7 separate regions of the Mus musculus genome follow, and regions 1, 2, 3, 4, 5 and 6 are each linked to region 7. A link is a contact called in public HiChIP or PLAC-seq data. All regions are on one chromosome and are shown on one strand. Each heading gives the region's core, a stretch centred on a gene start, on an enhancer-like site or on the middle of the called end of the contact. The rest is flanking DNA. Distances are from core to core; before and after follow the strand shown.

The links. HiChIP or PLAC-seq counts read pairs in DNA pulled down with a chosen protein or histone mark.
Region 1: a contact with region 7 is called in an H3K4me3 HiChIP or PLAC-seq map of craniofacial prominence, with 5 times the contacts expected there. The contact joins the enhancer-like site here to the promoter of Meis2 in region 7. A contact is called at or near these places in 7 of 115 datasets of contacts at active chromatin or transcription factors (craniofacial prominence, embryonic forebrain, embryonic hindbrain and 3 more) and 3 of 9 other capture datasets (adipose tissue, embryonic stem cells and liver).
Region 2: an H3K27ac HiChIP or PLAC-seq map of the NIH/3T3 cell line shows a contact between it and region 7, with 7 times the contacts expected there. The contact joins the enhancer-like site here to the promoter of Meis2 in region 7. A contact is called at or near these places in 3 of 39 promoter capture datasets (the 3T3-L1 cell line, embryonic stem cells and erythroid cells), 1 of 484 Hi-C or Micro-C datasets (rod photoreceptor) and 5 of 115 datasets of contacts at active chromatin or transcription factors (the NIH/3T3 cell line, craniofacial prominence, embryonic hindbrain and 2 more).
Region 3: a FOXA1 HiChIP or PLAC-seq map of pancreatic cancer cells shows a contact between it and region 7. The contact joins the enhancer-like site here to the promoter of Meis2 in region 7. A contact is called at or near these places in 10 of 115 datasets of contacts at active chromatin or transcription factors (craniofacial prominence, embryonic forebrain, embryonic hindbrain and 6 more) and 3 of 9 other capture datasets (adipose tissue, embryonic stem cells and liver).
Region 4: a contact with region 7 is called in an H3K4me3 HiChIP or PLAC-seq map of craniofacial prominence, with 5 times the contacts expected there. The contact joins the enhancer-like site here to the promoter of Meis2 in region 7. A contact is called at or near these places in 3 of 39 promoter capture datasets (embryonic stem cells, erythroid cells and second pharyngeal arch cranial neural crest), 8 of 484 Hi-C or Micro-C datasets (adipose-derived mesenchymal stem cells, cranial neural crest, embryonic fibroblasts and 2 more), 14 of 115 datasets of contacts at active chromatin or transcription factors (the NIH/3T3 cell line, bone marrow-derived macrophages, cardiomyocytes and 11 more) and 3 of 9 other capture datasets (adipose tissue, embryonic stem cells and liver).
Region 5: an H3K4me3 HiChIP or PLAC-seq map of embryonic forebrain shows a contact between it and region 7, with 4 times the contacts expected there. The contact joins the enhancer-like site here to the promoter of Meis2 in region 7. A contact is called at or near these places in 4 of 39 promoter capture datasets (embryonic stem cells and erythroid cells), 2 of 484 Hi-C or Micro-C datasets (embryonic stem cells and neural progenitor cells), 17 of 115 datasets of contacts at active chromatin or transcription factors (the NIH/3T3 cell line, astrocytes, bone marrow-derived macrophages and 11 more) and 2 of 9 other capture datasets (adipose tissue and embryonic stem cells).
Region 6: a contact with region 7 is called in an H3K4me3 HiChIP or PLAC-seq map of neural tube, with 3 times the contacts expected there. The contact joins the promoter of Tmco5 here to the promoter of Meis2 in region 7. A contact is called at or near these places in 4 of 115 datasets of contacts at active chromatin or transcription factors (embryonic hindbrain, embryonic midbrain, neural tube and 1 more).

The regions. Positions count from the first base shown.
Region 1 is chr2:115,211,347-115,215,487 of GRCm38.p6, forward strand. No RefSeq gene overlaps it. Among named protein-coding and RNA genes, the nearest start is that of 4930528P14Rik, 130 kb to the right of the region's middle. Within about 2 kb of position 2,470, at least 23 of the 459 cell types and tissues checked have an H3K27ac peak or open chromatin away from gene starts, as enhancers often do. A contact at or near this core is called in craniofacial prominence and neural tube, where this site is marked.
Region 2 is chr2:115,170,135-115,174,331 of GRCm38.p6, forward strand. No RefSeq gene overlaps it. Among named protein-coding and RNA genes, the nearest start is that of 4930528P14Rik, 170 kb to the right of the region's middle. Within about 2 kb of position 2,172, at least 9 of the 459 cell types and tissues checked have an H3K27ac peak or open chromatin away from gene starts, as enhancers often do. A contact at or near this core is called in the NIH/3T3 cell line, where this site is marked.
Region 3 is chr2:115,091,404-115,095,647 of GRCm38.p6, forward strand. No RefSeq gene overlaps it. Among named protein-coding and RNA genes, the nearest start is that of Gm13974, 240 kb to the left of the region's middle. Within about 2 kb of position 1,903, at least 8 of the 459 cell types and tissues checked have an H3K27ac peak or open chromatin away from gene starts, as enhancers often do. A contact at or near this core is called in pancreatic cancer cells, where this site is marked.
Region 4 is chr2:115,389,970-115,394,224 of GRCm38.p6, forward strand. No RefSeq gene overlaps it. Among named protein-coding and RNA genes, the nearest start is that of Gm31413, 8.7 kb to the left of the region's middle. Within about 2 kb of position 2,267, at least 16 of the 459 cell types and tissues checked have an H3K27ac peak or open chromatin away from gene starts, as enhancers often do. A contact at or near this core is called in craniofacial prominence, embryonic limb bud, nephron progenitors and 1 more, where this site is marked.
Region 5 is chr2:115,458,405-115,462,652 of GRCm38.p6, forward strand. No RefSeq gene overlaps it. Among named protein-coding and RNA genes, the nearest start is that of Gm39910, 50 kb to the left of the region's middle. Within about 2 kb of position 2,422, at least 21 of the 459 cell types and tissues checked have an H3K27ac peak or open chromatin away from gene starts, as enhancers often do. A contact at or near this core is called in embryonic basal ganglia and embryonic forebrain, where this site is marked.
Region 6 is chr2:116,876,646-116,880,474 of GRCm38.p6, forward strand. It overlaps Tmco5 (transmembrane and coiled-coil domains 5), which reads left to right and starts at 2,060. Exons shown (of 12, transcript NM_026104.5): 1 at 2,060-2,122; 2 at 2,630-2,673; 3 at 3,591-3,740. The coding sequence starts at 2,639. Gm13990 (a long non-coding RNA gene) reads right to left here and starts at 2,002. Exons shown (of 4, transcript XR_374895.4): 1 at 1,431-2,002.
Region 7 is chr2:116,063,737-116,067,665 of GRCm38.p6, forward strand. Meis2 (Meis homeobox 2) reads right to left here and starts at 1,322. Exons shown (of 12, transcript NM_001159568.1): 1 at 1,066-1,322. The coding sequence starts at 1,077. It overlaps G630016G05Rik (RIKEN cDNA G630016G05 gene), which reads left to right and starts at 3,489. Exons shown (of 5, transcript NR_153841.1): 1 at 3,489-3,604.

The sequences.
Region 1 (4,141 bases), core at 1,220-3,719, 850 kb before region 7:
TGAAAAATGGGCTGTTGGCATGAATTCCAGAACAGAAGCAGAGAACAGATGTCTGTGTCCAACTCCCCTCCCCAGCAGGAGTATTTTACCAATGGCTCTGTCCTCAGTGTATCCATGGAGTGTGACATGAATTCACATACCCCAGTAGACCAAGGTATGGATGGAAAACTGCATAGAGCTCTTTTGTCATGCAAGGAAAATGGATTTATATCATAATTAAAGTTTCAATGACAGTGTTACTCCAAATATGTTTTAACTTCATCCCTAAGTATATCAAAAAACTGTTTTATTCTGATGTTATCATTTGTCCAGAAAGTATTTTTAGTAAATTCATAGAGAACTCTATAGTTTTGGATTTTCAAAATGAACAATAAGTTTCTTTAGTTTTGCTGAGGCTTCTAATCATCAAACAAATGCAATCATGAAGGATCTTCTTTATCCTAGAAAGTAGTAATATAACTAAGAACTTTGAATTGGAAATACTGAACCCATTTAACTATAGACATGATCCAACAGCTTGCCTTAAAAAATACAGAGTAAAATACAGAAATAGTTATATACTAATAATAAACTCCAAACATGACAAAGTGAAATGGATAGTGAAAGGAAAAATAGTAAGTTTAATATGTCAAAAATGTCAACATATCACAGCAAAAGAATCCAAACAGTTTTCTACTTCAGTTTATGAAAGCAAATTACAAAATTAGCTTATCAGAAATTAGTAGATGAGCAAGATGTAGGCATCCAGAGATGATGAGTTTGTTCAAATGATTCAAACAATATTATAACCAACACTACAAGAACCTAAGTCCTAATAGAAAACCTGTTGATTATGTGCTTTTGACACAGCACAACATGAAAACTGCAAAAACGAAATACATTTTTATAGACATTCTGCTTTTTGATTATGGCCAAATGTGCTCAACAGGGTGAGAACTAAAAGAGAAAATGATATTTTCTGAATCTATGATAATATCTGACCTGCTCTGGACCCAACTGTGGTGATGCTAAAACAGCCTGAAGCAATGCAACCAATTGCCATCCATCCCTATCAGTTTAGGGCTTAAAACAACAAGGGCCAGATTATTTTGGCATAATTAGCAACAAAGCCCACGAACACTTTTGATTGTTACCTCTGGTAAAGGAAAGGACTTGGAATTTGAACACTGGTGGGAAATACAAGCAAAGAAAATTTGTTCATATATTTATTCCACTAAATAGCAGAGAACATCTTCCATGAAGAGTGATTTGTTGTTGTTGATGATGATGGTTTATTGAGCATGCTGTTAATTTATTGAGCATCTCACTTGAAAACAACACAGGTTGTGAAGTGCAGTGTCTCTGGCTTGGAAGAAGGTGGTAGTCTGATGGCGTGCCCTGTAGTCTGATGGCATGCCCTCTATCACCTGTTACTTGTGCTGTTTTTCCCTCCCACCAGGCAGCATCAGAGCAGAAAGTAGATCTTGAACCCGTGATGCCAGTTCCATGCAACACTGGAGAGAGACCATCTGGATTCAATTGCCATTTCTGAAATAGCACTGCGTTTGGACCTATGCCCTTCAAATTTGGATCAATGGGCAAACACTAACAACTAGAAAGATACTCCAGAAAAAAAAAATCATGGTCTCTGTAGGAATAGAAAGAAATTCATTTGTGGGGAAACATCCTAAACCTTTGAGGATTAAGGAAGATCCAAGAAAGGGAGTCTATTCAATAGAGGAAGGGGAAGGGGAAAGGTTTAACCTGAAAGCACATGCAGATAGATCTTGTATACTCCAGCTGGGAGCGATATGGAAGGCCATACACGAAACGGCAAGCCCATGCTACCTCAGCCCTCTATCTCTCAAGTTCCACTTACACACAAGCAAAAAGGAGCAAGTTTTACTTCTTTTCTATCGTGAGAAAGCGAGGCTGTCTGCCACGTTATATGATCCTCATCAGTCAGTGCCACAGCCCTCAAGTAAATAATGATCTCTTCTCCGCCATGCTGCTGCCGTCAGTAATGAGCACATAATAGTGATATATTAACATGTTAAATAATGGCATGCAAAGTCGCAGGCGATGTGTTGATGCCCTGTCGCTGCTAACCTGCTACTTGCACTGAATTTGTCATTCTCAACCTAATTTGTTGTTCCAGATGGAAATTTTAAATTTGCCCCCTTTCCCCCCACTCACTTGCAGCTCTGGCTGAACAGAAACGTCATCCTATGCTCACTACCCTTGCCACCTCTTTGAATCGCTCAGTCAGTAAGGAAACCAGACGTGGGGAGCTGGCCGTGGTCACACAGATGGAGAAAGGACAGGCCTTCTCCTAGAGGCTTTGCAGTTACTTTGAAGTTAGCTCATCTGGGAGAAATCCAGGTCCAGAGTCGCATTCGTGTTTGTTATGCAGGCAGGGCAGCCATGGAACTTGGAGCGCAGGGAGTGAGGAACATATGGGGAGGCAGGCTACTCGGGGTCCCAGTGGGGTGTGAGGCATTCCTGATGGAGTGAGCTTTCAAAGTCATCAGGAATTACACACAAGCAGTGTGCCTCCTGACACCATCTGGAAAAAGGCCTTGGAAGTTCAAAAGAAGGAAAACAACTTAGCATTCAATCCACAACTAAAGTTTAGTTGATCGCGAAAGTCGCATGCTTAAGATTAACTATTGTGTGATCAAAACTGCTAAGCGGAGCTTTTCCTGGAAAGAATGCTTTGGGGGGTTAAAAGCCTATGAGTTCAACATGTGCTGTCTGGAGTTAGCTGATCAGCGTCTTTTGAGTCTCATTTGCAAATAACAGTATTATTCTTCTATCAATATATGTTTTCTTTGCTTCTTCTCCTGCGATCTGTCAGAACTTCCCTGTTCTCTTAGAGAGGAGTAAAACGAAGTGTAGGCTGGTGCAGTGCTATTGAGAAAGAGGGACTAAAGGCCTTGGGTCTTGGCTCTGTTTTCTTCTACCCTTTTTGATCTTGCTGCTTTAGAAATGAAAGGAAATGAGGACAATTGGAAGCGACGAAGAACACTTGCAGAATGATGTTTATTTAAAAGTTAGGTTTGAAATAAGTCCCCACATAGTGCAGAAGGTCCTTCGCTCTCTGGGCAAAACAACATGTACTAAACAGTTACTAAAATAAATAAGAGAGACTCTCGCTCACTGCTCCAAGCCACATATGCACACTGTTTTCAATAAGACAGCTGGAATAGATCACCAAGAGCCTAAATGGTTTTTAAGATAGTTTCAGCTACTCTTGTGACCAGATCCAACAGGTTGGTGTTTTCCACAGTATGAGACGTGTCTAGTAATGAAATGAGCAAGCTTGGCTGCTTTAGATGGCATGAAGAATTGATAACAACGCCATTGCTTGTCAAAGTAACACATCTAATTCCTCTTTGGTTCTATTAATACTTCATATTATATAGAATGCAATGTATCCATTTGGCTACAGGTTTTATATTTTTATGTGTCCAAGATTCATTCTATTTAACTGTCTGCCTGCCCGCCCGCCTGCCTGCCTCTCTCTAGACTGAGGTCAGGATAGGGCGCTGCAGATTGGGCCTCAACCTCAGTAGACATTTTCTACCAGCTAGATTGATTCTTTTACCTCCATAAAATTTTGTCTTTACATGATCATTCCTGTTTTTACAATGTCAACATTAACTTGCTATAATCATTTTTATTCATAATATATATTCATTCAATTTTTAAAGGACCTCACATAAGGTATCAAGTAGGTGATTTAACATGTTACACTAAATACATTTTGAAAAATCCTGATTTGGATACACTTTTAGCAAAATTTGTAGGAAAAAAAAATGTACCTTGAAATAATTCCTGGGAAAATTTCCCTTTCCCCCTAAATGATATCCACAGAACATCAGAAGGCATAATTCCAGACAGGTCTATGCTGTAACCATAGTACATCAAGACAACAACCAGCCAAGCACCTCCCTACCCCAACCACTGGCATTTGCATAAGCCTTGCTTAGGTCCTTCTGTCTTGCATATCAATTCATTATGCCACCTAGCCATAGAAGGAGTTCTGCCCCTTTTTACCAACTAATCCAACAAGTCCCTGCTTCCTTGAACCTGCTTCCAAAATGTCTAACACAATGCAGTCTCAGCAATCCTTCAAAACCAACCTGTTTTCCTGAGTCCC
Region 2 (4,197 bases), core at 922-3,421, 890 kb before region 7:
GGAGTTCAAGAGAAAGAAAAGACACATTTGGAGAGAGAGCCTAGTACAGGCAGTAGGACTTGGTTTTCAAAATAATAATTTCAAGGGATATACTCAAACCACAGCAGTCATTGGAAAGGACCAGGGGAAATGCTCATAGCACATTAATAATCAAATAAACAGAACAGAGAAAGAATCTAAGATACTAAGATAATGTCAATCTGCTGAAAATGAGAGGGTCTATATGACAACATATTTCACTAGATGTCATATAACTAAACTGGTACAATTCACAGCCATAATCTTCATGTAAAAATTATTTTAGTACAAGAAAAGAATGGATGTGGTTAAAAATAATTATTTATATATGTCTGGTAGAGGTATAAATAGATACAGTCATTTTCAAATTTGGCATTGTCTACTAGAATTGGAAATCTTGTAAACTGCTTTCCTCTATGTACATTCCAAGGAAGCTTCTGTATGTTTTCATTATCAGTACATGTGTCTAAGAAATGAACATGGCTTAATCCTGGTGGTGGTGGAGCACAGAGAATATGAAATTTTTGGTTTCTCATAAAAAATCTGGAAATGTACCACATTATATTGATAGAGGATAACAATACAGCAGTAAGCCCATTCATGGCAAGATAGATAACTAGGTGGAAGAGTGATGAGCAGCAGCAAATCCGAAGAATGTGTAATATACTTGATGGAGGTAAGAAAAACAACAGTGTCTTAAATGCTCAGACATACACAGTAGTAAATAATGCACTGCTCTGAACTGGAACCTGGTAGTAATAGTTGTCATTGGGCCTGGAGAATTTGAAAGAGGAAACAAACACAAAGGGACACACAAGCGATTTTAAATGTCATTGTATTGTTTTTTATACACAAGTGCCCAGAGCAGAGACAAGAACTAATAAAGTTGTCTACATTGTATTTTAAAGGCCATGTTTGGTTTTCTTTCTTTCTTTTTTACAAAATGGGATTTCTTTGCATGGCCTTGGCTTTCTTGGAACTCACTCTGTAGATTAGGTTGTCCTTGAGCTCACAGAGATCCTCCTACCTCTGTCTCCCAAGTGATGGGTTTAAAGACATATGCCATGACCACTGGACTTAAAAGCCAATTTTATAAAAATACAATAAAAAAGCACTAACAAACTTAACAGAACTATTTATGAAATGTGTCACAGGTGAAAAAAACATTGTTTTCACTAATATAAATGAAAATTTTAAACATTGAGAGGAAATAGGCAAATTATCCCCAAAGAATAAAGAAAAACTGAATTTTTGTTTACATAGTAGTTGAAACAATAATATGCTTATTTGATTTTTACTTGCATATTTTGAGTATGGTAGACTATATTTTCAAATACCTAGGTTCTAATTAATATCTATTTTTAAAAGTATAAGAATATTCTAATAGAAAATAGTGGGAAAACACATTGCTGGTAGGAATATAAATTTCCATTATGGAGAAAAATTTGATAGTATCTACTCAAATTAGATTTGTCCCTGCACTATCCTTTTTTATCTAAAGATACACATAAGAAATCATTTATTACTTTGTATATTTCAAAATATGAAGAAAAATCATCAATAATAAATTTACTATCTATTAATTGGAGTATGCAGGTATAGTGGAGTTTATGTTACTCTACTTAAGAGCTTATAACAAAAATAAGAAAAATATGAACTACCCCTTAGCCATGGGGAGACTTCTAAGATCTGTCCTTCGGGCAGCAGACAGTGTGGATTTCTTCAACCTCTCCCTAAGCCTCTGAATAAAGTGTTTTAACAACAACATCAACAAAAGAAAGATATGAATTAATAGGCAAACTATGAAAAGATCCCTGTATTTACTCATATGTGCCAAAACGAGACAGGAAAACTTACAGTAATAGGTTGGGCTTGCTGTAAGTGGTTGATGGAAGTAGGTGGTTTTAAAAATGGAAGAAATGAATTAAAAGCAAAAAAAAAAGGATGTTTCCTAGTATACTTGACTTCAAGAACTATGCTGAAAACGCAATCAGCATGAAGCATAATATGAAAGAGGCGAGGGAAATCCCTGAAATGAACTCTAAACAGAACAAAGTGGATCAAACTCGATTTTAGATGAATTACCTAACCACAGCAGAACTGAACTGGTGACTAATCCAAGCATTTTTGCTGTGGCGGTTGAATTAAATACCCTCAGTTAAATACAAAAAGAAATGTAAACAACTTGAACTCTAGAGTTTTCCTTTCCCTCTGCCGAGGTATGAGTAAGCAAATTTGAAATTACTTTCTATGCAATCTAGGATTTAGAGAAATAAGTAAATATATTAGGGATAATGAAAGACAGACTTTCCACTCACCAAAAGGAAATTACATGTATGGAAAAAGATGTTGGCAGGAATGCTGTGGTGCTGGATTGGAACTGAAGTTACTAGAATAAGTTTAGGTTTATGTATGTGTGTGTGCATAAATTCACATGCAGATAAACATAAAATATATGTGAAACATATGCACCTAAAATGCAAGACCGTATGCATATTTAAATCCATTTGCATGTATCTATAGAAATTTCTCTATTTGATTTCATCTGCAAGCTCACTACATATAGATTGATATAGAAATTTAGTTGTATGTGTATAAATACACATGCATTCAGGGATGGAAAAGTCAATATGTGTTTGGTTTGTGTATGTGTATATACACACACCTATACATATTTCCTTGTGCCATTGAGCTAGTTGTGGTAAGTAGCATTAGGTAGACTCTGCACTCATATCTTACTCTAAGCCTCCTTCTTCACTGTGGGAAGTATGTCTGTCAGAGTTTCATTGCTGATGACACTGTGTCCACAACAATTCTTATAAAGGAAAACACTTAATAGAGGCTGGCTTACAATTCAGAGGCTTAGTCGGTTATCACCATAGCAGGGAGCACAGCAGCATACAGAGCAAGCAACATAGTGCTGGAAAGGTAGCTGAGAATTCTATATCAGGATCCTCAGACAGAAGGAAGAGAATGGGACATGCTATGCTATGCCTGGCTTGAGCTCCTGAGACCTCACAGCCTGCCCCCAGGAAGACACTTCCTGCAATAATGCCACACCTACTCCAACAAGGCCATTCTTCCCGGTAGTGCCAATCCCTGTGAGACTTTGGGGCCATTTTCATTCAAACTACCACAGAGTCTTTCTAGAAAATGGCTGATTCAAATGCTGAGGATATAAAAATGAGTCTTAAGTACTTTCTGTAAAATGAAGTTCTAAAAATGATAGGAGTATACCCTAAAGGGATAAAATATATTTGAAGCATGCAGGGTTTCACCATTTCAAAGTGTCTCAGCAACACAAGCTTCATATTTCAATTCTAAATTCAGTATATTCCTGTTTTAACTTTTCCAATTCTTACATGTGGGGTGTTGCTATGAATCTGAGATTGCATGATGGTCAAAATGACCTGATGTGGCTGACCTGCTGGAAACAGTCTCATTGCTAAATAAATCAGGGTGTCATTTTGCCATTGAGACCCAGAGAAGGTCCAGGAAATCACACTGCTTCTTTTGTCATGAATATCACCATCTCAGAATCAACTAAGATGGTTGGCTTCAATAAGGACATCACTCTTCCCAACTCCTAGCTTTCCTCAGTGATCGCAGTAATTCTATCACCTCACTCCTTACCCTGCCTTGCACACACTTTAAAGAAGTGATCATAGTTTTGCTTTCTATCTGTAGATCATATCAGACCACAATCATCAGTGAAGTTTGTAGAAACCAGCCGAGGTTGCTTTCCATATTTGCAGTCTTACAGAGCGCTATATTCATTACATCCTGATAGTGAATGTCAGAATAGGTGAAGAATGAGATCAAGGGTACAGAAAGAAAAGTAGGGCCACCTGTGTGAGAGCACCCATATATCTCATATTCAAACTTATAACATAACAAATAGAATCATGAGTTTTCTAATCCAGAAAGCCTGAGTCAAATGTCATGATAGCCATCACAGTTGTGTGACCTCAAAAAGTCACCTGACTTCCTTCAAGCCCATTATCCTTATCTCAAAAGATATTTAATAAAATCCACCACCCATCCTCTCAAAGTGACAAACTGATTAGGTGCTGATGGGAAAAGTCACGTTTCTATTTACCCTTTCTCTATTGCACTCCAATAAATATTAGGGAAATAGGAGCTTTGGAGAATGCCTGTTTAAAAGTATTTATAACTAAA
Region 3 (4,244 bases), core at 653-3,152, 970 kb before region 7:
ACTTACGTCAGAGCATTTCCTTTTGTAAGGCCACTCAAAGGCTCTGACCTGGCTGGCCCCGGAGAAGACCATGTGGGCAGATAAAAACTACAAGGTTTATGCAAAACATCAGGAGTTAAATCATTTAAAAATAGTAGGGATTAACACACAGAGAGACCTGGAGTGTAAATAAGCTTCCAAACCTTAATTTAACCAATTCACTTTATATCACTGCCTCTGAGAGTCTGCTCCAACAGAAGGTTTTAATGGTTTGGTGTAATTTGCTATAGCCTTTGATTTATTTTGTTGGAACATGGCAGAGGTAGCATTAAACCAAAGTTTGTATACTTGCCCTTGGTGTGCCTGGGTTCAAATGATGGCCCAACCACTGTTATCTTGTTATGAGTGCTTACGCAAAGAGTGGGAGATAGCCTCTCTATGCCTCTGCCTCCTTCAGAAGAATGTTTTACAACTGTACTAGTGAATAGATATTGAGTGGAGTGTTGAAGGACACTTAGTGTTCAGTAAGCACTAGGGAGCATCCTCTCACATGGCAGATAACCTCCATCAACTTCATTGGATTTGGAATCCACTAGGAGACACACTCCCTGGCCTCTCTGTGAGGTTGTTTTCAGAGATGATTAACTGAAGAAAGAAGACACAACTTGAATGTGATGACATAATTCTATGGATTGGGAGCCAAGGATGAATAAAAGGAGGAAAGTGGTAAGCCAGATGAGTGCCCGCATAACCCTCTCTATCTCCTACTCTAACAGAGAGGTGAGCAATTAGCCTTCCACTATGATGAACGGAAGCTGATTTCATGACTCTGCCTTCCTGGCCATGGTCGACTGTATTACTTGAACTATGAACCAAGAAGGAGCCTTTCTTCCTTTAATTTACTCCTTGCCAGATATTTGCTTACATCCCAGAGAGAGGTAACAAAATATCAGGTTTCTACACATTTTCTCTCCTATTTGCTTTCATAAATATATCCTTTATGGTGGTTAGAAATGCCATGTGTAGAAATAAGAGGGTCTCTCTACAAAGCTATTTCAGAGAACAGTTGTTCTTCACAGATGAAACATCAGCTTACATAAAGATGAGTAATAGGCCATTAACAACCTCAAGTGAGTTTGCTTTAAGCCAGAATCATTGGAGAGATTTTTTGGGTTTTGGTGTTGTGAGTCAGGAGCTGATAGTCGCGACCAATCAAGTGCCTTCTTAGGTCTACTGCCCTTTGAAAGTAAAATATTTTGCTTTGTCTGTGGATTCAGAACAAACTGCCAGTCATTTGGAGATAATGCTCAATTTTCACAAATGGCACAAGGTCTCAAGGACATCACCCTGCTACCAGAGTATGACACAGGTGACTATTTATTAGAAATTCCATTTCTGGTATCTGTCTGTACTGCCATATCCTCACACTGTTCTTTGAAAATGGAACAAATTTTATTCCTAGAACAAATCAAATTTTATCTCCAGTGAATCTGATGCCCTCTTCTCGAGGCACTGCACTCATGTGCACAGACCCACACAGAGACACAAATACACAAATAACTACATAATTTAAAATGAAATATCTCTTAAAGAGAAAGATGAAACTCTTTAATTTCTTACATTTCTATAATAATTGATTCTGCTATAGAAATGAGTGACATCTTTGCTTTTGAATTCAGGATATATAAAAGTACTACCTCCCCTGCCATTTTATGTAAATTCAGACATAAGACACTTCAGGCTCTCTGACCTCTGAGTTGCTAGCTTTCCTGGGACTTTTACCTGATATTACATTAATTTTTGCTTGCTGCGTCTCATCTATTGACAGTCAGTTCCCGTGAGGAAAGGAACATTTCGGTCAGTCTCTGCTTACAATGGCTGTCCAGTGTCTGGGGGAGTACCTAACACACTGGATATTATCAGTAAATATTTGCTGAATGACTAAATGATTTGTAAAGAATTTGGAATGGACAGAGGGAGAGGTGCCTATGTAAATAAAAGATGCTCAATTTCCTGTAGCCAAGTTAAGGGAGTTGTTTAAGTTCAAATGTTCACTTACTGACAAAACTGACTCAAGCACACATCTTTTAACTCATGGTCCACTTTACGTCATTGCCATCTACCTTTTTAAAATGAGTTTAGTATCTTGACTTGATACATACATGCATAGGAGAATTTCAAGTGTCTTTTACACTATAAATGTAGTCATTATTATTAACTTTCAAGGATCAACCTGCAACAGTACACAGCCACTTAGTATATGATCTTCATTGACTATTCCACAGAAGAGAGAAATAGAAAGTGCATGGCTCTCTACTAAAACAGTTTTCTCAAGGAGACATTAGCATACAGTAGTGTGACTTATCTTCAGTGGAAAAGAAGACAGTAGGACATGACATAGGGATAAGTGAACAAAAACCTGTTCTTATTGGCTGGCCTGAGATTTCTCTCTAAGATAGAAAGTTTGCTGTTGTCGCCCTTCTCGATGTTTGTTGTCGTCTTCTTCTTCATTATCATTGTAACCCATCGTCATCATCACCATCATCACCACCTTTATCAAAAACTTTCTCAGCATCATGAACTAGAGGTGTTTTCAACTCTAATCCTCACAATAAACCTCCAGTTTCATAATACAGACATAGAAAGGAGGGTTTAGAGAAAAGTTACATAGCCTAAAGGAAGCAAACCCATTTAATTTCAGTTACCTGCACTCAAAGCCTTGACACATCCCAGAGTTTCTGTAGAAAATAATAATCTCTTTTAAGACATTCTACCTCTTCAAAACACTCTAGTTCTAGATGTACTGAAGATACTTAGAACACTTAGAATAAAGTTTAGAGTGAAGCTTAGAGATCATCTTTCTAATCTCTCAAGAAGAAATCTATGATTAACTCTTGGGTACAGTCTTTTAGAGTTGTTAGGGGGTCAGCAAGATGTCTCTGTGAGTAAAAAAGTTTGCTATCAGGCCTGATGATCTGAGTTTGATCCTCTGATCAATATACATGGAGAATGCTGACTTCTGTAGGAAGGCTTCTCACCTCCATGCACACATAATGGTATGCACATGTATACACACAGGCATATGAACACATGAACACAAACATACACATGAACACACACACATGAACACATGTACACATGAACATACACAGAAGAACATACATGCACACACACACACACAATAAATGATTGTAAATAAAAGTTTTATAAAGTTAAAAGTTTGAAAATCCTTTAGAACCAGAGCTGGACAGAATCTATACCTTTCAATTTTCATTTTTCCTTCCTCTCTCTTCATCCCCATTTTCTATCAATTGGTAAGATTTGAATAATGTGATTGATGCTTATAAATACATTAAGTTATAACTGTGCACAACAGATTATATCTTGAATCTGGAAAATCTTTTAATTTTACAAAATTATAATTCAAATCCTTCCATCTTCCACATAGATTTACCAAGAAAGCTGAAGTTTGGCCAGAATTAGGAATTAAATTACTATAAAATGGCACCCTGCTCTGATAAATATACTTTTTGTATAATGTGTCAAATGCTGCTGAAAGATTTCTTTATGTGTTGTGTACACTTCATGTGTCTGCTACCCACACACACACACATAGACTCGCAGCCTCTCTGTGAGGATTATGTATATCAGATTGCCGAATAAACCCACTTAAATCCTTAGGTAAAGTTATCATTACAAGAAAATTGTGGTGACATTTGTAAGTTCAAGTTTGCTTTCCAAAAATAATCATCCAGCCGAGCATTAAAAAAACACCAGCCCCAACCAAAAGATTATATACCAGGTAAGGACGCTAAACGCAGTTCACACAAAGCCATTACAGTAAAAGCTGTGAGTTTTACTATCGCTTGGGGAATACTTTACACATTTTCTTTTCCTCTATGAAAGAGACTCGTGTTGAGAAACTGCTGCCTTCCTGTGTGAGTGGAAAATGTGGGCTACCTGAGGAAAAGCTTAAAATGCAGTACAATTTCTATACGAGCCTGGTCAGATGATTGTTAAAGTCATAGTGATGGGGGTGGCGGGGCGGGGGGCGGTGAGCCTTCTCACTGTTGAACTGGCTCTCCTCGGTTTTCTTTCCAGGACCATAATCTGATTCAGTGCGGGGAATATACAGTACAGTTAGCATTCGGCTCTAATTGCAACGAGGTGACAACATCCTGGGTAATGAGTTGTTTATGAGTTGTAGATGTGTTTACAATGAGTTGACAATGTGTTGGATAAAGTGTTCTTGTAAAGTTGTAGAT
Region 4 (4,255 bases), core at 1,017-3,516, 670 kb before region 7:
GGAGGAAGGAAGGAAGGAAGGAAGGAAGGAAGGAAGGAAGGAAGGAAGGAAGGAAGGAAGGAAGGATATATGGCCCAATGAATTTGTTCTTCTTAGCGTGTTCAGTATCTGGTGACGGTGCTTCTGCATCTAAATCAAAACCATCCCCCCTGTGTCATTCAGCACATTACATACTAAGTGGAATGTAATGGTAAAATTAACTATATTAACCAAGAAACATAAACTCAAATAAATACAAAAATAGTAAAGCAACCAAAAACATTTAATGAATATAATATTTTATTTATATCTGGTATTCAAATAATGCTTAAAATTATATATCAAACATATTTTAGAAAGTCCGGGTTTTTCAGGTGTTAGGACTTGATTCCTCACACGCAGACTGCCACCTGTGCAGGAGACCATGCATAAATAGTGTCCCACCCATGTGCACAAAGGATCCCACTACAAACTTCAGTAAATTGGTTGTTGCTGGCATCCACTGACTAAAGGGATCTGATTAGACTGAAGTCACATAAAGGGGAACAAAAAAATACAGGTGGAGCTCTCTCTCTCTCTCTCTCTCTCTCTCTCTCTCTCTCTCTCTCTCTCTCTCTCTCCCACAAACACACACACACATACACACACACACACATGTACACACAATTCCAACTGGGTTCCCCTTTTCTCTTTGTGACTGAGGAAAAGTTTTCAAATGAAACATATTTATCTTCAGCCACACATGAAAATAAGTAATCCTGGGATGTAATTAAAGAAGGGGGAGCTGGCAAACGATATAAAAATAACAAATGTCTAAGATGCTTGTTTTTACAAATCAGTGCTCCAACACAGCAAAGTATGGTAGATGCACATTTTCTGAATCTACTGTTGTTAATACATCATTCAATAAAGACATGCAGGCTCTTTGTTAGTTTCTTTCTTTTATTTTCAACAACAACAACGACAAAGTTGTAACAGCAGCCCTTAAGGAAAGTAGGACTTTAAGAAGGCTGTTTTAGACTAGTTTGTTCAGTGTGGAGCCTGCCAAGAAATATGTCTGAATTGGGTGGTAGATGCCTTTATCCCAGCACTTAGGAGTCAGAGACAGGCAGACAGAGCTCTGTGAAGTCAAGGTCAGTTTCATCTACATAAGAAATTCTAGGACATAGCAAAAACTACATAGTAAAATCTTGCCTGAAAAAAAAATGAAGGAAATAAAACAGAAAAGTAATATTTCTGGATGGCACTGAATTTGACCTAAGTCATATATCACCCAAATGTCCATCAGTGCTTCTCTTCCCACAGAACCCTTTGAATACCTGTTTAATTGCATTTAATTATCTCTCAAGTGGTAGATAACTCCAAATTATCCTAGACTCCTTTCATTACCTCTTAAGGATAAGTGCTGTGTGTCACTCCAGTATTCTGAGTCTAATAGTGAATCCTAGCCCAGAAATCCACCAATGCTCTGCCTTCAGTATCACTCATTGCTTAGAAACTCTTCTCTTTCAAGTGATGCTAAATACCATGGAAACCAATGATAGGAAGCTCTGGGCTGTTTACACTTGTAAGGATCTGAGCCTAGCTCATTCATTCCCAAAGCCAAAGAGAGGGCCAAATAAGTGAATCTTCCCAAAAGGAAAAATGGGAGCTTCCCTGATTAATAGCTGAGATGCAGGGTATCTGAGAAAAGTAATTAGAGGAATGCATTATCTGGAGACATTTCCTGCCACCCTCCAGCTGATGACTGAGAAAGCCCAGAAGGCGCTCTCCCTCAAATGTGGCCTACGTCAATGGCACATTTCTGCATTGTCAGGCTGAAAGCCATCGATAGTCATAAAGAGAAGGAGGTGTCCTCGTTGGGGGTGTGTTGATGGATCTCATCCAGAACATCAGAGGTGATCCCTGGGTTGCTCGGATGTTGGACACTTTGGGGTCTGGTGACGGTGCTTCTGCGTCTAAATCAAAACCATCCTCCCTGTGTCATTCAGCACATTACATAATATGAGTAAGGCTGTCTACATGCATAATTATCACTGCTCATGAGAAACAGGCCCAAAAGAAGTCTCTGACCTTGCGCTGATAAATTGTGCTCGAGGAACGAGGGGCTCAGAACTGCCAGTCTTAGTTACAGGCCCTGAAAAATTAAATTGGACTGAAGGAAAATCAGGCTTCTGCGTGGTCCATTTCTCAGTAGGGTGATACTCTAATCTATTGAAGGCTGCTCCCAGAGACCCCAGTTCAGACCCTACCTCTACTCATCAGTCAGCACATCGTTCCCGGCACTAAACGACATGCTTGTAATTTCCAACCTGACTGGAATTAGCTCCTGAGAAGAGCCGGGAGGCAGAGGCCAGGGGGAAGGAAGTTAGAAAGAAATGGCTCAAAAAGCACTCTTTCTAAATCAGAACCATCTGCTGGAGTCATAAATGGTTTTAAGTAGAACTCAGCGACAAGCGAGTTCACAGAGAAGTAAAGCAATGGAGCCACCCCTCAAGGAAAGGTCCCAGGTAACAAAACCATATTGCCATAGATTAGAGCAAACTTTTGAACCTGCTTGGTGGCTGACACTTGGCATTTGTATTTGGATCCTATTACAGAGAGCCATGTAGTACTAAGGACCTCTGTGTGTCATTATGAAACACTGGGGCGGGACTTGGCTACCTTACATAGACTTGTCATCATTCATTAATCTCACAGAAGACCCTTCAGACCATGGTTCCTCTGGGAGCTTTCCAAGGGGGAACAAGCAATGGGGACACACCACTCCTCAGCTCTGACAAAACCTCCATTGTAACTTCTGACATCTTCCTAAAGTTCTGGAACAGATGAAATCATAAAACATAGAGTCGATAATCTAACAAAGAGTGCCACCTTCTACCTCCCTGGCTGTTGAGGTGTCAATGGGTAGTTTTAAAAAAAGATCGCAACAGGGCCTTCGAGAGGAGTGTGTAGGTAAAGGCACTTGCCACCAAACCTGATAATTTGACTGCAGTCCATGGGACTCACTTCTCACATGGTGGAAGGAGGAGAAACAGACTCTCAAAAGCCCTCCAGTCTCTATACACATGCTTTGGCACACACACACGGGGGGGGGGGGGGCGGCGTCGGGGGCGTTGTAAAGACAGAGACAAAGAGAAACAGAGAGACGACAGAAAGACAGAAAGAGAGAGAGACAGAGAGAGAACAATATATAAACAAATTTTTTTTTAATTTACAAACAAATCTTTATGCAAACATTCTAGAAGGAAATCAGAAGATTCTCCGCACTACTTACCTCTTGTGTACAGGCCTCCCAAACTTGCATGACAAAGAAAAACCATTTTGTTGGGAAAACACAACAGAGAAACAAACAAACCTTGGGAACAGCAAGAATTAAATAACATTGTGGTGGTAAGCAAATAAAATAATAAAATAAAAGAGTAAACTAAAATCAAAGCAAAGCCAGCCTCATAGCTTTCTCTCACTGTGTGGTGGAAAAGTGACCTGAGAGGAGAAGGAGGCTGCTGGAGAAAAGAGAGTGGGAAGAGCAGGGAGGGAAGAAGGGACGACGAGGTAGACTGCACTGGGGACATGATCTAAGCATGTATACAAATGTGTGGAGATGTCAGAGTGAAGGCTATTTTACTTTAAACAACCAACATACATAAATAATTACAATAATATAGCATCAAAATATAAAAACCCCCACAGGTGCCAAACCAGTTTTGTATCCGCATATAAATTCTTTAGTGGCACTTTTAAGAAATCCTGAAACAAACTCACTTTGCCATTTATATTTTCCTTGAATTTGGTGATTTCTAACATAAAACTCCATGGGTTGGAAGCATTTGCCTAAGTAAATATGCCGAAGGAAAAACCAAAAACCTTAGCGGCAGAGGAGCTAAAGTGAACCAGCCTATGTCATGATCTTTATTCCTATAACAAACGTAGAATTACTGGGGAGGAAAAAATCCCAAGACCAGAAGCCATTGCCTCTCTAAACCCAGGCCTGGCAGTTCAGTGAGGTGAGCATCGCCCAGCCTGGAAGCTCCGTGAGGTGAGCAACGCCTGGCTGTTTTATAGCCGGAGGGAATCCAGGCGGGTAGTTAAGTGAAATAAAGAATCTCTTTAAAAGCAAACATCAAATTGCAGCCACATCAATCATTCCTTGATTTAAAAACAAAATAAATGAGTGCTTTTCTCCACAGTTGGAAATTTCATTACTTCTGTATGGGCCCGTCTTTGTTTATAAGCTGACTAAGGATTCCTGGAAGTTTTGCTTTCGTTTGGGAAG
Region 5 (4,248 bases), core at 1,172-3,671, 600 kb before region 7:
CTATTATGGTTGGTATATTTTAGTTTCTGCTTTAAGTAGCTTTGGAGTGAATGGTGTCTCCTGGTGGAGTCACCATGAGCAATCTTTATAAACTGATTTGGGGGAAGAATGTCCTCTGATGTTGCTATTACTAGCAGTCTTCCTGACACTCCAACAACCTACTGGTGGTTTCCAATGACCCCAGGTGCTAAGGTGGCACTCAACGCCAAGTCCATAACCAATTCACTTTACAAAGAGACAGAATGGTGTGCTACCCAGACCTTAGAGAAATGACCTTCATCTCTAAGATAAGTCCCTGGGAATGGTATAGTCTACCTTTTCTGGGCCTCTTTCACCTACAGGCAATGGAAAGAAATTGTTTCTCCTCCAGTATTTCATCCCCCAGGGCTTCCTGGGAATTTCCTTCAGTGCCAGACACTTACATACCATGGTCAAAGTTGATCATGACTTCCTGTAACTATAATATTGTTTCTACATACAATATTACAGAGTGTTTTAGTCTCCCCTCACCTTTTTGTTTTTCTTTCCTGACATAACTACTGCTTGGAGTGATACAACAAAGAATTTATAAAAACAATTCTCCGTCTATCTTTTGCTCTACTGTTAAAATCACTAAGAGGAAAAATAACACCAAACTATTTAGATTTTATTATGCGATACTTCTAAAACACATTAAAGCTTACATTCTTTGAAACTATGCTATGGTCTGTGACTGTTTTTTATCCAAAGATATTTACTTTATATCACTGGTAATTGTATATTATACTTCCTGTGTTTTTCAAATGTGACAAGGTAAGTACTTTTGTTTTCATTTTAGTGGCACATTTAAAGAAAGATTCAAATGCACTCATCAGCGTCCTCAGGTGAGTTTTTTTCTTCATATCCCTGTCAAGTTACTTCAGCTTTAATTCGGGGAAATTCCTGGCCGGTATCAGAGTTCTATTTACTGATTATCTATTCTTCCCATTGGGATCATAAGAATTTAAGTGAAAAAATCTAAAAGATTTATTGCTAATGGGATCCTACAAATGTTATCTTTGTTCAGGGGGAACATAATATACAATCCTGGCTTTGTACGGCATCTTTAATGCTGCTTTTTTGAATATGTATAACTCATTTAGAGACCAAGAATAGACAGTAGCTCATCATTTTTGCCACCTACCTTAAAATATCTGCATTTTCTCTGTTTGAAAATAATATAAACTTGTGATCTAATTGATGTCATAACTTCGATTCATCGCCACATTCATTGTAAACAAAGAGGCTCTGAATAATGAACAAATGCTGATTGTTCTCCAGAAGAAAGGTCATAATGTGTTATATTTACATTTATGTCATGTCTTATTACTAAATCTGTATAAACCATCTCCCTTCATTATTTCTGAATGGGAGACTGATGATAAGTGCTATTTTCAAGATTTTTTTTAATCCTTCTTATTTGTCTAGCTAATTTGTGTGCTGAAACATTGCAAAGCTAACTCTGTGTTTGGCTTGTTAAGTTATTAGGGATTTGTAGCACCCTAAAATCAAGAGTGAGATCCTAAGTGTAACATTTGCATGGGTCGACAGCTTCAGGGGAGGGAGGTCAGCTGTCCCAGAGAAGGAAGAGGAAATCTGTCTGCCTGCACTTAATTTGCTTTGAATAATAGACATTGGGCTTAGAATTGGAAATGATTTGGTATTAGGTTAAGCAGCAGGGAAGCTTATGGCTTATTATTTTTACCCTGGATACAACTGAAGGAATGGGTGAGTAATGAAAGTGCCTCAGATCACCATAATGCTACCAGGCACTGACTGCATCACATGTGCCAGGACCACAGTGCAGGTTTATCAGCTCAGGATGGCCGGCAAGCTAATACAAACTATACACACTCAGATTGCTCTAATCTTTATTGGTTCTGCAAATAGCTACCAGCATGCAGTTCCGTTCCCACTTTATAGGTTCTATGGCCCTGACTCCAGGCCCTACCTTCAATAGAAAAGAATTTACATCAAATGTATCATGTTATGATAGGGAAATAAAATTGTACCCGTGACACCTAACAGTCCCTGACATTAACATTGTGCTTTTGCTCCTAGGACACCTGGAGAGTGATTTCTTACCAAATAGAAGCCTATGGAGTTTTCTCTCTTTCTCTGTCCCTCCCCATCCATTCCAGTGAGCTCAGCTTGCTCTCCTTTCTCATTTGCTGTGTTCTGTCCCCTTGTTTAAACTAAAGAGAATACAGGATCAGTCCTCTTTTTTCCTCATGTATAAAGTCTCTTCAGAATTGAATTCAATGAGATTGTGTTTGTTACAATGAACTCAGATTGTTCAATGGTGCAGATTTAAGAAATGCTGAAAAGAGTTCAGAGTGTGCAGGGTGGGGGCTGGCCGTGTGGTGGGGGAAGCAGAGTTTTACACATCACCATATTTGTTAAGGTCTAAAAGCACTGAAAGGGATTTGTTCTGTTTGTGTAAAGGGCCTCCGTGCTCTGGGTCTCTAAGAAGTCATGCCAAGCTTTTTAGCCAATAAGCTTTTCCCTGATTTTGGGCCCGACATGACCAAACACAGGACCCTGGGACCTGGGTTCTCAGAGACTAAGCCAGTACTGCAACACAGTGTCTAAGAGTATACTAACCACACAGTCTACTTTTGTTAGTTCAAGTGCTAATATTACTACATGAAATGGGAGCATTGTTTCTGTATTATTTTACTTATCAAATTAACTGTTATCAAAAGATCTGAGATCTCCTAAGATGTTGGTCTTTAATCCACAAGGTGAGCTAAGCAATCCCTAGAGTCATTGACAATCTAGAAGGGCACTCCAATCCATAGGCTTGCACAAAAGTTATGAATGGCTACTTGTAGTCAGGCTTTTATGGCAGGACTGCACTATCTATCACCTTATGACTGAAAACTATACAGTTTCATTGTACTATTTCCATAGCTCATAGTGAAAAAGACTCAAAATTAGCTCACGAGTCTTTGTCAATATCTTGGGACTAGAATGGAATTATTTTCTGTTGTAAAAATATCCAGTCCAATCCAAATCAAAACTTTGTGTTAAAGCTTGCTCCCCTACTTGAACCCATGCCTGCTTTGCAAGTGGAAGGTGAACGGGATGTGTTTCTCCATTTGACCTCTCTCCTTACCTAATATAACTTCTGTTTCAGTATCTTCCAAAGCTTCAGTAGGGGACAGTGTGACGGAGAAAGATGAAAAAGGCCAAAGCTGTTTCTTTTAATGTTCATGTAATGCAAACTCAGATTCTTCATTTCATCGTGACTTCGTGGCTCTTTGAAACTTGTGCAGCACGGGCAAGGAAGAAGGAGTCAACAATCTACACCAAAGCTATTTTTTTTTATTCTTCTTCAGCTTTCAGTGCTTTGTTCAGGGACTTTAGTCTCCAGCAAGCAACAATCAAGCACAAAGACCATTGTAAATGGTTCTGCTCACCAACAATACAGACATGCAGTGACCAAGCTCAGCTTCAGTACATCTCAAACTCCAGAGTGAAAGTCATTGTTGCCAAGACTCTTGCTCCATCCTCTGCTATCCCTCAAGGGAAGCCCCATGTATCACAGCATGGGACTAATATATCTCTTAGAGATGATCCTCATGAAGCTGCACTGGAGCTATCTCATACAGCTTGTGTAAACAGAACACACAAACTAATCACATTGGACAATTCCATTCTGAAGAAATGGCTATGAGAAAAATTAAGGAAGCAGAAAGCTAACTAGAGGGTGTGTAGAATTTGAGAGGCGGTGGATTAAGGCAAGATGGTGATGAGTTTCTTTGTGGGAGGTAATAAAAATGTCCAATAAAATTGTGATGGTTGTACAGCTATGTGCATGTGTTGAAAGCCACTCAACTGTATCCTTCACACAAACAAACTCTTTAGTATATAAGATGCCAGCTCATTCATGCTGGGTTTTTTTAAAAACAGGTTTTCACTCTCTTGCTTTGAAAGATATAGAACAAATTCTTAGTCCCATCCTTGGGATTATGCAACTCTTAGCCCTGGCTTCCTCTGCTTGAGGTTCCCACCACTCTAAGACAGAGAGGAAATAAAAACCCTATGTAACAATCTGTTAAATTACTAAGAATCTAAGAATTTGCTTATAGGAATACATTTGTGTTCTCTTCAAGCTCCAATTTCAGAGTAGTGATTAAAAGTCCAAACTTTGCAGAATGGTATATGTACTTCACAGGCTATCTTACCCTCCTAAGTGATTTCATTCCCATAATTTCATTGGTTACA
Region 6 (3,829 bases), core at 810-3,309, 810 kb after region 7:
TGTCTCTTTTCAGTAGCTCAAATTTATGCTTTCGTGAATTCTAGAAATGTGTTCTGAAGGGAAATTCAGAGAGATTTTATAAATGAACCTAAATTTTACACGATAATAGTAACTATAAATGCAGAAGTGCATGGGGGATACAGTGTGTTTGAGGAACAATTTTCTAAAATGATGTCCTAGACCCTCACTCAGCTATGGGCCTCAAAACCAGACTTCCTTATGAAGTCGTCCAATATACATTTAGCAACCTTCAATGAGAGGACAAAGGTGAACAGAGAAGATAGCTTTCCATTTCCCACCCACTCCACCCACGCCGCGCATCTAGAGGAGCCCCAGCACCTTCCACCAAGGGCTCAGGGGCACCTACCTGGCCAGTCCCCACAGCAAATGGGCACAGGCCCAGCAGCTCCAGCAGGGGCTCCAGCCTAGAATGGGGCAAGAGTTTCCCAACAGAGTTGCACACAAAGGCAGAGAGGCTTCTGACAGCAGGGAGTGAGACAAGGAATGGATCTCAGCCACTCTTCCCCCAGAGAGGGCGGGCATAGAAACTTTACCGCGGAGAACAGCTGCTCAGAATGCTGAACCGGGTGTTAATCAAGCCATCTGTGGTCTGCAGGAAGAGGCTTGTATCAAAAACCTTAACCTGCCCCCAAGGCCCTGTTTCCACCTTGATTTAATGATTCTCACTGGTAGCAATCTGCTGTCTTCATCCCTGCAGGGCCCCAAGCTGGAGGCTCTGCCACTCACCCAGCTTGCTTCAGTAGCCCCTCAAGGAGAAAGGCTCCCCTGGAAGGAGACTCGGCTTTATTTTAATCCCAGTTAAAGTCCCTATCCAATCCATTAAGGGCTGCAATAACCTTGGTCCAGGGCATTTCCTGGCGAAGCTATAACCAGCTGGGGTTAATGAACTCTCCCTACCATCAATTCCTGGGAGAAGCCATTGGCCTGAATTGTTAATTACTCTTCTGTGTACAGCTTCATAAAGCAATGAAATGCCTTCTTTCAGGAGATGGTAATGGGGGTCATCAGAGGCGGTTAATTTTACGAATAGTTTGCTAGAAACTTCAGTATGTTAAGAAGTCGGTCTGGCTCACAAATCACCTCTCTGTGGTCCTGAGTAGAGGCCCGAAAGTTGACAGGTTTCTGTGACTCACATACAGAAGTTAGCAGCTGTGGAGAATTCACTGACATATACGTGTGCTCAGGTGTAAAAAAATGTATATTATTTGTTTTATGTGAATGACTTTCCATTAAAGGAGACATAATGGAGCTAATTCGAGATAATCACAGGAATTACTGTCAATATCAAAAATCTCTAGTAATTTCTTAGTCTTTGGTGGGTGATTCTTAGTCTCTGAAACTCAGACCATAGCAAGGATGTGCCCATAAGCCTCTGCAGGCAAAACTGGATCTTCATGGTATTACTCTACCTGCTGGTCTCTGCATTTATCCAGCACAGGTTCTCATGTCCATGAATGAAGCTGCTTCACAGATTGGCACGCTACTTTCGAACACGAGGAAACTCCGTGGCTCTATCTGCACCATCCGATTTAAAACTGCAAAGTCCTTCCTTGCTCCTATGTTCGCATTCTTTCTTTGGATGAAATAAAATCAACCTACACACACACACCTCACAAAGATAAGTGTTTTGGGTTGCCCTGCTCCCTCTTGAAGACACTGGTAACTTTTACTTCCCAATTCCCATGGGATGAATGGGTTGTTAGTTGGGCACATGGTGGCATCACTGTGGCCACAAGACCAAATTCCCCATCTTCATCCCACTTGGGCAAAGGAAGTGCTGTTTGCCACAGGCATAATAAGGAATACTGTTGCTTTATACTGCCTAGAAACCAGACTCCCTGAAGTATGTCCATGCTTAGGGCAGACTTAACCATAAAGTCCACACACCCACAGAAGTTCTAACACTGGAAAGATAACAGGAACCAGTTGCCAATGGCACCACGGTGACATGCTGCTTGCCCGTCCTGTGGCAGTTGTGGAGTCATAACCCTATGGAAGGTTGTGAGATTCTATTGGATGGTTCCAGTGGGAAGAGATGAGAGTCTTAAGAAGAAGCTCCTGATTAGGGCAGGATCAGAAAGCCAAAGCACATCGGTAGAAGGGAGGTAGAGTTTGTAGAGGAGGTTATAGGGCAGAGAGGGCCACAGAGTCTTTTTCTACTTGGTTTTCTGATCCCTGATTAATACTAACTTCCCACCAAGCTGGCAGTGGTTGGGGACTGGGGAACATCCAGGCTTTCCAGGGCAATGACACGCCGATATCTGTGCCCTGAGACCTTTAAGAAAGCAGCGGTCATGAAGAAAGGAGACTTAAAAAAAAACTGATCACCTCTGTCTCTTTCTAGTGTTTTGTTCAGATTTCCAAATTGCGTTAGTATGGCAAACAGCCTCTAGGTGCATTTGCTTGCAAGACAACTGCTGGACTTCTTTCCAGCAGATCTCTGCACCCTCCCTTCCTGATGCAGAGTCAGACGAACAGAAAGAGCTGGAGTGTCTGTCATGACCATCCCGGGGCTATGAAGGGAGAAAACAAGTTCATTTACTTTCTATTTGGGAGATTAATGGATCCATTGCCCCTGTTCATAACCACATCTCTGCTGACATTTCAGGGGCCTCCGATGGAAGAACAGAAGGAAAATCAGCTGGACTATGAGTAAGTAGCGGCGACTATGAAAGGCTGCAGTCTAGGTACCAAGAGGGAAGCAGGCCTGATGCTCAGACCTTCCCTCGTCTTCCGGTCACTTCTTCCTCCTTCCTTCCATTTCCAAAGCACTCCACTTCTACAGGAAGTGGTAACTACTGTAAATTCTCCCAGACAAGCTAGCTCTGCCAAGACAGGACTTTGATGCTGCCCGAAACACAATCCCTGGGTCATGCTACCCTATTCCCAGTTAACTCCAAAGACAATGAATTCTTTTACATGTTAGAAAAAGTTTAGTGCGAGCCTCCCTTGACTTAGGTGCTCCTCCTAAAGTTATCATCTCGTTCACAATTTTTTTTTCCAAAACTGATGTTTGTACTCTTGAATGATGTTCCTGAAATATAAGATGTACTCACTGAAATGGCCCTCCTATGAGAATCTCAACCATCATAATCAGAAAGTCAAAGAGAAGTGGAAGAGGGAAAGATTGAAGCCCTATTATGGGAGTAGAAGCTTCTGTCTCTGAATAAAGTCAGACTAACTCAGAAGTGATGGAGCAGGTGCCTAGATAAAAATAGTCAATAAAAGTGTATTGCATAAGCATGTTTTGAGAACAATTTAGGGAAAGGTTGCCATGGGAAACAGCTCTCTCCAGTACACGGCTATTTAAGGAAGTAAAGATTCTCTTGAAATCAGACTGTAGAGGCATCGTTATCTAGAGATGTCCCTTGATGGGTTGAGAATCACATTGTAGAGTGTGATTAAGATGTATGAGTTTTCCAAGAAATGGAGATGGAAAAGTGTGCTCCCAGGAAGAGCGGAGGGGATGAGCTACCTCTCTTCTAGAAAGCCCACTTGGCTCTTGGCTCAGAGAGTTTTTTGCTCTTGAGATAACCAGCCCTTGTTCATTTGTGGGGCTGAGCCTACAGGTCAGAAAAAATGGAAATCTTGAGATTGGCCCAATCAAAGAAGAACATTATCAGCTTGAACATGGACCTCGAAAGGGATATGCAGAGAATAGATGAAGCCAACCAGGAGCTGCTTCTCGAGATACAAGAAAAAGAAAATGAAATCCAGAGGTGAGTCTTAAGGTTCATGATGGAAGTTCCCAGCCAGAAATATGTGGAGTTGGACAGAAAGAAATAAAACCTCAACTTACCTCCTTGTC
Region 7 (3,929 bases), core at 72-2,571:
AAGTCTGAGCCGAGAGCAGCATTCAGGGAAGGCAGATCAGGCGGAGAGGCCGGGGACGCCGGGTGGGGGGTGGGGGGGCACAGGGAGGCCCCGCTCCCGCTGGAGGCTGCAGAACCCCAGCGAGCCAACCCAGGGAGAAGTGGAGTTAGCAAGAGAAGGAAGCCCCGGATCCCACCCCTTACCCCCCTTCGCCTCCTCCAGGAGATCCAATAAATCAAAGGGCGAAATGAAACAAAATAAAGAGAAGAAAAACGCTAATAATCAGGCCGAGAACGGCAAGGACAAGGGAAGACTAGGGTCGGTGCCTCCCCGGGGGCTAGGAGCTGAGGGTGGGGAGGAATAACGTGAAAGTTACCAGAAACATTATTTAGCAGCGGATTCCCTGCGTCCTTGTCAATTTCAGAGACAAAACAAGCAGCCGGGGCTAGTCTAGGCAGCGCGGCCCCACGCCGGCGGCTCCTACGCAGCCCGCGCCCGCCCGGAGCCGCGCGAGTAGCGGCGAAAGAGGCGCAGCGGCGGCGGCAGGAGAACCCGGGGAATCACGCTGCCGGGGTAAAAGCTGGAGCGAGGCGAAAGCGTGTAACAATTGCACACAAGTACACACACACACACACACACACACACACACACACACACACACCACTCACACGCTCTCGCCGCCCGCAGAGAACCCGGGGAATCACGCTGCCGGGGTAAAAGCTGGAGCGAGGCGAAAGCGTGTAACAATTGCACACAAGTACACACACACACACACACACACACACACACACACACACACACACACACACACACACACCACTCACACGCTCTCGCCGCCCGCCCGCTCGCTCAGCGCTGGGACACGCGCGGCCAGACACGCACACACGCACGCACACACACTCTCACACACGCAGAGGCACAGGGGGGAAAGAAGCCGGTGAATAATTTTGTTACTATTTTTTAAAATACTGGCCGCCATCATCATCAAGCAACCAGCAGCAGCCAGCTCAAAGGGAGAGAAGGCATGGGGCAGGGCCCTGTAGGAGAGGATTTATATCTAGGTAAGTGTTGGAGATTTAAACCTACCCTTTGCGCCATCAGTCTGCGCTCCAATAAACTCCTGGATGTGTCGTATATTTAATATCCCAGTCCGGATAAGAAAGTGAGCTAGGTTGAAGAGTCCTTTTTTTCCAAACCAAGGAGACTTCTCCCAATTTTCCAATGTTATTTTTTGGGGGGTGGGGAAAGCCCAGTCAAGAAAACGAAGAATTTTTTTCAGTGATATTTCTTCTTTTTCTCTTTTTTCCTCTTCTTCCTCCTCCTCCTGATCTTCCTCCTCCTCCCCCTCCTCCCCCTCCCCTCCTCCTCCTCTTCGGTCCTCCTTTACTCCTCTTTCTCTTCTTTTCCTCTTAGTTGAAAAAAAAAAAGAAAAGAAAGAAAAGAAAAAGAAAAAAAATTGTCAAGCCCCCGAACTGAAGGTTACGAGCGGCCAGTCAGCAGCCCACATGTAACCGAACTGTCGAGTTTCATGGCTTTTTGCCACTCCAGCTGTCAATCAAAGCCCGGAATGTCAAGGTAGTGAATGAATGATGGTTGATGATGATGAAGAGGAGCAATCTTTCAGACCCGTTTTTTTTTTCTTCCAGTAAAACTCCGCGAGGGGTTTCTGCTTCTTGAATTCTTCCTCCCCCCTCCCCCCTCTTTTAGCTTTGCCCCCAAAATAGCTCTAATATGATCCTCTCTTTTTAAAGTATTGTTCAAAGAAAGCAAGGAGAAAACCAAGAAAAAAATGAATAGTTTGCAAAAATTGGACTTCCTCCCCCCCTCTCTGGTAGGTATTTTGTCTTTCCCTCTCTCTCTTTCTCGCTCGCTCTCACTCGCGCTCGCTCTCTCGCGCTCTCTTTCTCTCTCTGGGAGATGAGTGAGTGTCAGTAGGTGTTGGCAGGTTGGCTGCAGCCGGGCTTATAGTAGAGCCTCAGTTTGGCGGCGCGGGTCGGCGGCGGGAGAACGAAATGACGGAACCCGGAAGTCGTGGTGGCCATAGCCCGTCCTACGGCGGAGACACATCCCGAGAGTGGGGAGCTGGAGCGAGGAGGAGCGCGCAGCGCGGAGCCTCTGATATGCAGCGAGTGCGGTCGGACGGCCCCGGGGGGGGGGGGGGGGGCTGGGGAAGGGGAGGCTGGAGCGGAGAGGACCGGAGCAAATCAGCAAGCCTGCTTCTCCAGGGGGACGACGCGGGAGGGAGAGGAAGAGGGGAGGGAGGGGGGATGAGGGAGGGGGAAAGGGGGAAGGGAGGGAAGGAGGGAGAGCGACAGGAGAGGGAGAGAGAGGGAGAGAGAGAGAGAGAGAGAGAGAGAGAGAGAGAGAGAGAGAGAGAGAGAGAGAGAGAGAACACGCGTGATTGGAGGGGGAAGGAAGAGAGGTGGAAGAGGACAGGGAGAGCGCAGACAGGAAAACTGCAGAAAGCCACAGGGAAAGTACGGTACAGACTCAGATCTTTTTATTTTCAACTTACTTCTCGTTTATTTCCCCACCACTCCTCTTGGCTCCTGCCTAACTGGGTCGCGTTGGGGATGTTTGGCATGGCGCTCTAGCTTTTGTTCGTTTTAATTCCGCGGCCCCCTTCCTCTGCCGGCGGATTACTAGGTCCCGAACTCTGCCACTACAACCTAGAGCAGCAAGCTCCGCCAACTGCACCACCGCCAGGCTAGGATTTTTGTTGTTGTTGTTGTTGTTGTTGTTGTTAAGTGGTACTTTCTTTCTCGTGCAGATGCAGAGCCCTTTTTGTCAATATTCATTTTTGTCTAGTACAAGATATGAGCAGCTGAACTCGGAGCATAGTCCCTCGGTGCGCTGCAGACAGTGTAGACCACCATTGAGAGTCTAGGGGTCCTGGGCTCAATCTGGAGGGAGAAAGCAGGATGAGAGTTAGTAGGGCGGGAGTTAGTGGGGTAGGAGTTAGAGGAGAGGGAGTTGTTTGGTGTTTGTTGTTTACCGATGTAGACAAGTGTGTGTGTGTGTGTGTGTGTGTGTGTGTGTACGCGCGCGTGCGTGCGTGCGCGTGACCGCTGTGCGCCTCTAAAGTGAATCTTGGATCTAGGAAGCACCGGAGGAGAAAGATTAAAAAGCATGTGAGACAGAAGATGCTTGCGAGGAGTGGCTGGCTCTGGCTGCCCAGCTTTGTTGTGGTTGCCCTGGGCGCAGCGGTTGTAAAGAGGGCTAAAGGCTGAGTTAATTACACCGGGAGGATTTCGCTGGATGGGGACCATGGGACTGGCTCCTAAAGTTTTCCCAAAAGGAAAAGGAAGCGAGTAGGGTTAAAAAGGTAAATACCCGACTAGGTTTTGGTAGAAACTAGTTCTGGCCGGGGTCCCGCCCAATCCCTGGCCGGAGTTCCAGCTGGCTTTACCTCTGCTCTGCTGTTTCCCCGCGGCTGCGCGTCAATCACCGAGAGACGAGAGCTGGGGGCGGAGCTTTGGTCACCCGGCGCGCGTAGCCGGGTTCACCCTGCCGCCACCAGGCAGCTGGCAGCGCGACCCAGCCACGCACTGGGAGCGCGCCCTCTCCCCAACTTCTCACCCTCGCCCTGGGTTCCGGGCCCCAGGCCCAGAGAATAGCAAACAGAGTAAGGGTTTGCTGTTCAACTGCGGCCTCCCTCCCCAACTCTGAACCATCCCGTGACAGAAAGCAGCGCCTCCTGCAAGGGTGCCTTTGACTGGACTTTCTCATGGGGGCGGGGGTGGATGGGAGTGGTTAGGTATAGTAGAGTGGTGTGTGTGTGTGTGTGTGTGTGTGTGTGTGTGTGTGTGTGTGTGTGTGAGAGAGAGAGAGAGAGAGAGAGGACTTACAGAGAGAGGGAGAGGGAGACGGAGAGGGAGAGGGAGGGAGGGAGGGAGGGAGAGAGAGAGAGAGAGAGAGAGAGAGAGAGAGAGAGAGAGAGAGAGAGAGGT